Regions from separate parts of the Mus musculus genome. Here region 2 is linked to region 1. The links are chromatin contacts, called in public promoter capture Hi-C maps. All regions are on one chromosome and are shown on one strand. The core of a region is the stretch at or near the end of the contact, and the rest is flanking DNA. Distances in the headings are between cores, read along the strand shown.

Region 1 (3,556 bases), core at 75-2,574:
CCCAGAGGTCCTGACTTCAATTCCCAGAAACCACATGGTGGCTCACAACCATCTGTAATGGGATCTGATGCCCTCTTCTGGCATGCAGGTGTACGTGCAGATAGAGCACTCATACATAAAATAAATACACCTTTAAAAAATAAAAATAAAAGGGGGGATCACTTTAGCCCTTACAGAGGGACAAAGGGAACGGAGGCTTGACCATGGCCCAGAGTGATGGCTAGAGTCTGGGTTCTAAACCCCTCTTTAATCAGATTTTCCCTGAATATTTTCCATGAGGACAGGAACTATGTCATTCCTAACACCTATCTATGTCTTCCTAGTGCCCAGGCACACTAACTACATATAGACAATAGCCAGAAAACATTTAGGCCCAATAAGTAAACAAATGGGTGCGGTTGGAGAGATGGTCGCTCTTCCAAAGGACCTGCTTAGATTCCCATTATTCACTCAGCAGCTCACAACCATCTATCATTCCAGTTCCAGGGGATCGAACACCCTCCTCTGCCCTCTGTGGGCACTGCTTGTATGTGGTGTACAGACAAACATACAGGCAAAACACATATAAAATAAAATAGTAATTTTAAAAGTAAACACAAAATAAGCAAAGATGGAGGACAGTGAAATATACTTTTAGTCCCAGCTCAGGAGGCAGAGGTAGGTGAATCTCTGAATTTGAGGCCTCTGAAATGTGAGAAACCAGCCCCGTGAGCTATACACACCTGAGAAAAGGGTGTCCCATGCAGGGCAAACCTATCACACACACACCCCGCCCCCGCCTGGCCTAAACATGCTAGTGACTTTAATCCAACATATTATCATTCCCATTTCTCAGATAGAAAGGCTGAGTTTATGGCTTGAACATGCTGGTCAAAAGTCGCGCAGCCTAGAGTTCCTGGTGCCCTGGCTCCAGCCCACCAGCCTGTAATCCAGCAGATGAGACTGTCTTTCCCTTCTGGGTATTAACTGTCAACAAGCAAAGCTTATGGGGTGAAGTCTGGGTGGGCTTAGTGCTGGGCCTATTCCCTAGAGAGGAACCTGCGGACGTCCACCCACCATGGCCGTCTTCATTACTCAGTTGGGGAGACTCGGGTGCCGCAGAGCAAGGACTCGCCCAAGGTCGCAAGCGCGAGCGCGGCTAGAGAAACCAGGCGTCCGGCGGTCCAGACTGGGCTTCCCACAGGCGAGGGGGTGGAGATGGGGTGTGCCCGCGGTGCCAGGCGCGGCCAGCGGCGCCACCGGTGCTGCGGGGGCGGGGTCAGCGGAGGGCGGGGCGCCGGGCACCGCGGCCGCCAACGCCGCCGCGCTCGGGCTGGGCTCCGCGCACTCTTCAGCGGCCGCCGAGCCGAGCGGACGCCCCTCGGGGCCGCACCGCAGCCCCCCCGCACCCCTGCTTATCATGCCCCGAGCCAGGGCCTGGCAGCCGAAGCAGCCAGGACACCATGCCGGAGGGCGAAGGTGGAGACTGCGGGGAGGTGCCCGCGCTCGTTCCGGACGGCGAGCCGCTGCGAGAGGAGGTACCGGGGGCGAGTAGTGGGAAAGAAGCCAGGGCTGTAGAGAGGTGAAGGGGACAAGTAGAGGGGCGATCCCCGGAGAGGGATTGAGGAGGAAAGTCCCGGAGCCCCTCCAGCAATGACGTCATTGGGGAGACAGCGTTCTGGTAGGGGTCGAGGCTTCGGGATCCACGTAGGTCAAGGCAGGAATAGATGGCAGGAATGTAGGGGAGACCCTGACCCTCGACGCCCCCTCAACCATCTTCTCCTGTCCTGTGACGTCAGCCCCTGTGGCCCCCACACGTCCCTGTTCCATAGCGCAGCCGGGGATGCTGTCCGTGACTGCTTGGGCCATGGGGTCAGGCCCCCAGTCCAGCCCAGTTGCTCACGAGGTGTCGGGCGGTGCCTGCAATGCAGTAGCGGTGGCAGGGACTGGAGGTGGGGGAGGGAAAAACGGAAGAGAAAGGAGCGGAGCCTGCTGATACCTTTCTCTCCCCCACCCCCAGGTGAGGACTGAGGGCCCACTCCAGTGGCTGAGATCCCCAGACCCCCTCCCCAGCTCTAGCTAGGAGGATGTGCCAAGTGTAAGATGATAGGTGTGGAAAACAGGGTGGTGTGTGGTCTGCATGTGTGAGCGGATATAAATGCATTTTGTGGTGTGTGTGTGTGTGTGTGTGTGTGTGTGTGTGAAAGAATTCTGGTGATGTGTTCCCTGTGTCTTCAGTAGAAACATATATACCCTGTAGTCAGGTGAGCCTCTGGTGGGTCCCTTGCCTTGGGTCTTCACCCAAGAGTGTGGGTGTGTATGATTTCATGCTGTGCCTCTCTAGTGTGTTGCTAAGTATGGACTGTGGGTGTCAGGTTGCTATAGGGTGGGGTAGGCATGCACTGTGGTCAGGTGAGGGTCTTACATGTCTAGGTGCCAGAGTGTAACATGTATGTGCATATGCCCTGTGCTGATGTGGTCTTGAGTGTGTGGGTGTACCTTGCTACAGCCCTGATGTTTGTTCTCTGAAAATAAGTGAGGTTCTGTTGTTTCTTAATGAGCGATGGTGTTCCTTTGTGGTAGGTGGGTCTATGATGAGCCTGTGTTGGAGGTGTGGATGGGTGGGTGTGTGCCCCTGGCTGGCACAGGTCTAAGTGGCAGAATGCACCTGTAAATTTCATGCACCATGGGACCAGGCTGCTCTGGATGGGTCTGGGGGCCAGTCTCCTCTCCTTTTGGGCCTCTCGAGGTATGGTAGGACTGAGTAGGTGACATTACCCAGACTCCCACTCTATACCCTCCACCTTTTCTCTCCAGTTCCCTTTCCCCTTCCCATTTCCTTCTCTTCTATTGACACCAGAGCTGAGGTAGCCAGGCTGGCAGTTCTACCATGGAGAATATGCCAAGATCTTTGGGTCAAAAAGTACTTTGTGCTGCCCAGCAACTTGTGTCCCACCCCTTCCCTCAGCAGATTAGGGATGGAGGGTGGCCCTCTATCTGCTCCTAGGCCTGAGACTTACACCTCTCCCATTCCTCATCTCCCCCACCCCCACCCCGACTTAACAGCCTCTTCCGAGTCTCCTGCCATCCCTTGTGGAACAGGGGACCAGTGGGAGCCACAGGGTAGCAGCAAAAGTGTTTATTCCCAGGGCCAGACCCTGTGCTAACAAATTCCCACATGTGATCTCTCTGAATCCTCAACAGCCAGGTGTGCAGATGAGAAAACAGGGTTGGAGTAGGTGAGGGGTCCGCCCAAATCACACTGAGAAGAAGGTGTAGAGCTGGGGCTCCTTAGCCTGCACACACACACACACACACACACACACACACACACACACACCACTTCTTACCACATCAGCCTCCTAGATCACCATAACCAAAATCCAGAGGCAGAGAGAGTAAAAATGTAGCCAAATGCACACAGAGGATTAGAGACAGAACAGCAACTGCCAGAAATCAGATTTCTAGGTAGTCATTGGGGGAGGGGGGGCGGGGTCATTTCTTCTCTGTTGGGATCTTATTCGGGTAGGGGGCTGCTAACAGCAGGGCACGGGGCACAGGAGGAGGCAAGCTCATA
Region 2 (3,519 bases), core at 857-3,356, 260 kb before region 1:
TTTGTCTTTCATAGCTGGGCTGTTGGGTGGAGCAAGCTCGTAGCTGGATGGGGAGCGATCACACTCGGGGTCCAGAATCAGTGCGTCACGAGCCTGGCATGCTCAAAGGTCTAGAACTGGAGGAAGAATGTTCCCGGTGCCTGCCTGTAATAGTCACCACAGCGGAGCAATGGCTTCTCAAGTTCTAATCGTCTGCTAGGTGCTGAAAGCAGCCTCTTCTTTCAAGTTCCATTTAGGACCCTCAGGGAGGGCCCGTGAGATGGCCCTCAGTGGTAAAGACGCGTGCTGCCAAGGCTGAAGACCTGGGTTCAAACTTCAGAACCCCCTGGTGGAAAGAGAAAACCAGTTCTGGGAAACTGCGTGTGCACGCTATGGCACGCACACCTCTCTCACCTTCTGCGTGTGCACGCTATGGCACGCACACACACGCACCTCTCCCATGCTGAGGCATGAACATTTCTCTTAAAAAAAAGTAATAAAAAATAGATAAGTAAAGTGGGGAAAAAAAAAAGAAAAGAGGGAAAGTGGCTTTGAGCTAGTCAGAAAACATGAAATAAGATGCCCGGGGAAGGAAACTTTGCCAGGGCAGCCCACGTGCAGCTGCCATGGGGTGGCTGATCTGCTCCTACCCCACTGGATGTCCAGTGTCCTTAGGGATGAGAGTGTGGAACTGTCATTGTCAGTCAGAAGAACAGCTTTAGGAAAAAAGACTTGTCATCCTATTTCCCGTAGGACACCCAGGCCCTGAGTGACTATCCAAAGCCTCCCAGTTAGAAAGATGGCACCTGGCGTGACTCACCCCTCTTCGGAGGCAAGTCTTTCTTTTCAAACTCAGCCTGAGCTAAGAACATAGACAAGAACTTGACCTGGTAGCACAGGCTTGTAATCCCTGCCAGGAGGCTGAAGCTGGGAAGCCACAGACTCAAGGCCTGCAGTCTACAGAGCAAGGGCTTCACGGTCAGCCTGGGTGATCAACAAGTCCCTATCTAGAGATAAGGAGTAAAACGAGGGCTGCATGCCGGGCATGGTGGCGCATGCCTTTAATCCCAGCACTTGGGAGGCAGAGGCAGGCAGATCTCTGAGTACGAGGCCAGCCTGGTCTACATACAGAGTGAGTTCCAGGACAGCCAGGGATACATAGAGAAACCCTGTCTTGAAAACAAAACAAACAAACAAACAAACAAACAAAAAAAACGAGGGCTGCAGGTGAAGTGTTTGCCCAGCATGCATAAGACCCTAGGTTCAAGCCCAGCAAAATGAAATGAGGCTAGGGATATTAGTTGGTAGAGTGCTTGTCTCTAGCACACATGAAGCCCTGCATTCTGTTCTCAGCACCAAATAAAATATGATGGTAATGCTAGCACTTGGAAGGGAGAAGCAGGGAGATCAGGAGTTCAAAGTCATCCTGAGCTATGAAATTCAAGGTCAGCCAGGGACACACAAGATCTTATTTTATAGCACACACACACACACACACACACACGACTTAGGCTCTTCAGTATACTTACTTACTAGGGACCAGTTGAAATCGTTGCACATATTACTTCTCCCTTCTGTGCCATGGCGTCCCACCTCTGCAAAGTGAAAGGGTCAGCCAACCGGGTCCACCATGGCTGTGAGGGACAGTAGTGCCGGCTTGAGTAGTAAGGACTCCTACCCACCCACCGTTTGTTTGCATGGCACCCGGCCTCTCTTAGGCTCTTTACCTGTGTCAGTTCATCGATCCTTATAGCATTTATTTTTCAGAAGAAGAAATGCAGGCTGGGAGTTATAATTTCTCTAAAAATGGCACGATAAGAAAATGGTGGCAATGCCGGATGATAGTGGTGCACACCTTTAATCCCAGCACTCGGGAGGCAGAGGCAGGTGATTTCTGAGTTCGAGACCAGTCTGGTCTACAAAGTGAGTTCCAGGACAGCCAGAGCTACACAGAGAAACCCTGTCTCGAAACAAACAAACAAACAAGAAAGAAAGAGAGAGAGAAAGAAAGAAAGAAAGAAAGAAAGAAAGAAAGAGAAAAGGAAATGATAAAATGATAGCAGTAAGAATGTAACCATATAATTGCTTTTGGCAACTCAAACGTCAGGGCCCTGGTATGAACTGTTCTCTCCCTCCTGGGAGATAGGAATGATAGGCCAGCATCTCTACACGTAGAGGTTCTGGGACCTGTGTGCCATCTCTGGTTCTTACACTGCGTAGGTAGGGGAGGTGCACCCGCCTCCAGGCACCTGCAAGCTGGTCCAGGCTTGCTAAGGAAACAAGCAGGCGTTGGGCGGGGCCGGGAGGGGCCCGCGAAGGCTGTAAAAGCCGCGCAGGATGGAAGTCCAGACACTGAATCCGCGGCTATGGAGCGTCCTCACTTCCCGCTGGCGATGGGCCTTGGCCTGCTCGCATTCTGCCTCCTGACCCTGTCACCTGACGCCCGCGCCGAGCTGCGGAGCCGCAGGACCGGAGAACGCCAGAACTTGTCACCCACCGACCCGCGGGTGCAAAAGGCCGCACAGGCAGCTGTGGCCAGCTACAATATGGGCAGCGACAGCCTCTACTACTTCCGAGACACCAAAGTCATCGATGCAAAATATCAGGTGCGGTGGCTGGGACAGAGGTTGTGGGACAGGTTATGGAACAGAGTGGCTGTGGAGAGGGACAATTTGGAGAGGGACAGGGACAGGGGGACCGAGGACAGGTGACAGGAGACAGGAGATAAACAGAGAGCTGCTTAGCTTGCTACCAAACACAAGGGGGCACTAAAACCAACCATAACCCCCAGACCTTTCTATGAAATACTTCAAAACAAAACAGATTAGTAAAGTCCTCTGGAAGCAGCGCTATCTAACTATCAAAGAAATGCAGGATGCAGCCTCCTTTGGCATAACTAACCTCACTTCCCCAACCTGCCAGGTGGAGTGGAAGGGCCCAGTGTAGGTGCCACATACCATTCACCTTTACAGTCTAGCCGCAGACAGGAGCTCTCCAGCTTCTTGCCCAGCCTAGGGCTCTGCTCACACACAGAAGTTCCTGCCTCCACTCCAGGTCTGAATATGTAGGTCAGAGGGTTGCATTTGCCTGGGAGAGTGGAGACTCTTAGAGGGAGGGAAAGCATAGACACACAGGTTGGACTCCCAGGCATCTCTCACCTGCCCTGTTTGGTTCCCAGCTGGTGGCTGGCATCAAGTACTACCTGACTTTGGACATAGAAAGCACAGAGTGCCGAAAGACCAGAGTCTCTGGAGAACACATGGACCTCACCACCTGCCCTCTGGCTGCAGGGGGGCAGCAGGAGGTAACAGCACCGACCCCATCCCAACCCCATGCAGGGTCTGAGGCCCTTAGCTTGTCTATCCTGACCAGTCTATCTGGTCAGGCAGAAGCCTGGCTCCACCTGTTCGCTTTGGCTCTTGTATGACTCAGGCCAGGGTGGAGTGCAGAAGAGAGACTGGGGATTCCTCGTGGGGTAGGAGTTGCCTGAGATAAACCTGGGAGCATCTCCTGCCTTCTGATTCCATGTTTTGGGACCAC

The links. Capture Hi-C pulls out chosen DNA fragments and counts their contacts.
Region 2: a contact with region 1 is called in a promoter capture Hi-C map of adipose tissue. A contact is called at or near these places in 2 of 39 promoter capture datasets (both in liver), 10 of 130 datasets of targeted methods (the SCID.adh cell line, bone marrow-derived macrophages, embryonic forebrain and 4 more) and 3 of 9 other capture datasets (adipose tissue, liver and pancreatic islet).

What each region holds. Positions count from the first base shown.
Region 1 is chr19:5,083,259-5,086,814 of GRCm38.p6, reverse strand. It overlaps Tmem151a (transmembrane protein 151A), which reads left to right and starts at 1,324. Exons shown (of 2, transcript NM_001001885.2): 1 at 1,324-1,517. The coding sequence starts at 1,443.
Region 2 is chr19:5,348,161-5,351,679 of GRCm38.p6, reverse strand. It overlaps Cst6 (cystatin E/M), which reads left to right and starts at 2,106. Exons shown (of 3, transcript NM_028623.5): 1 at 2,106-2,585; 2 at 3,158-3,283. The coding sequence starts at 2,346.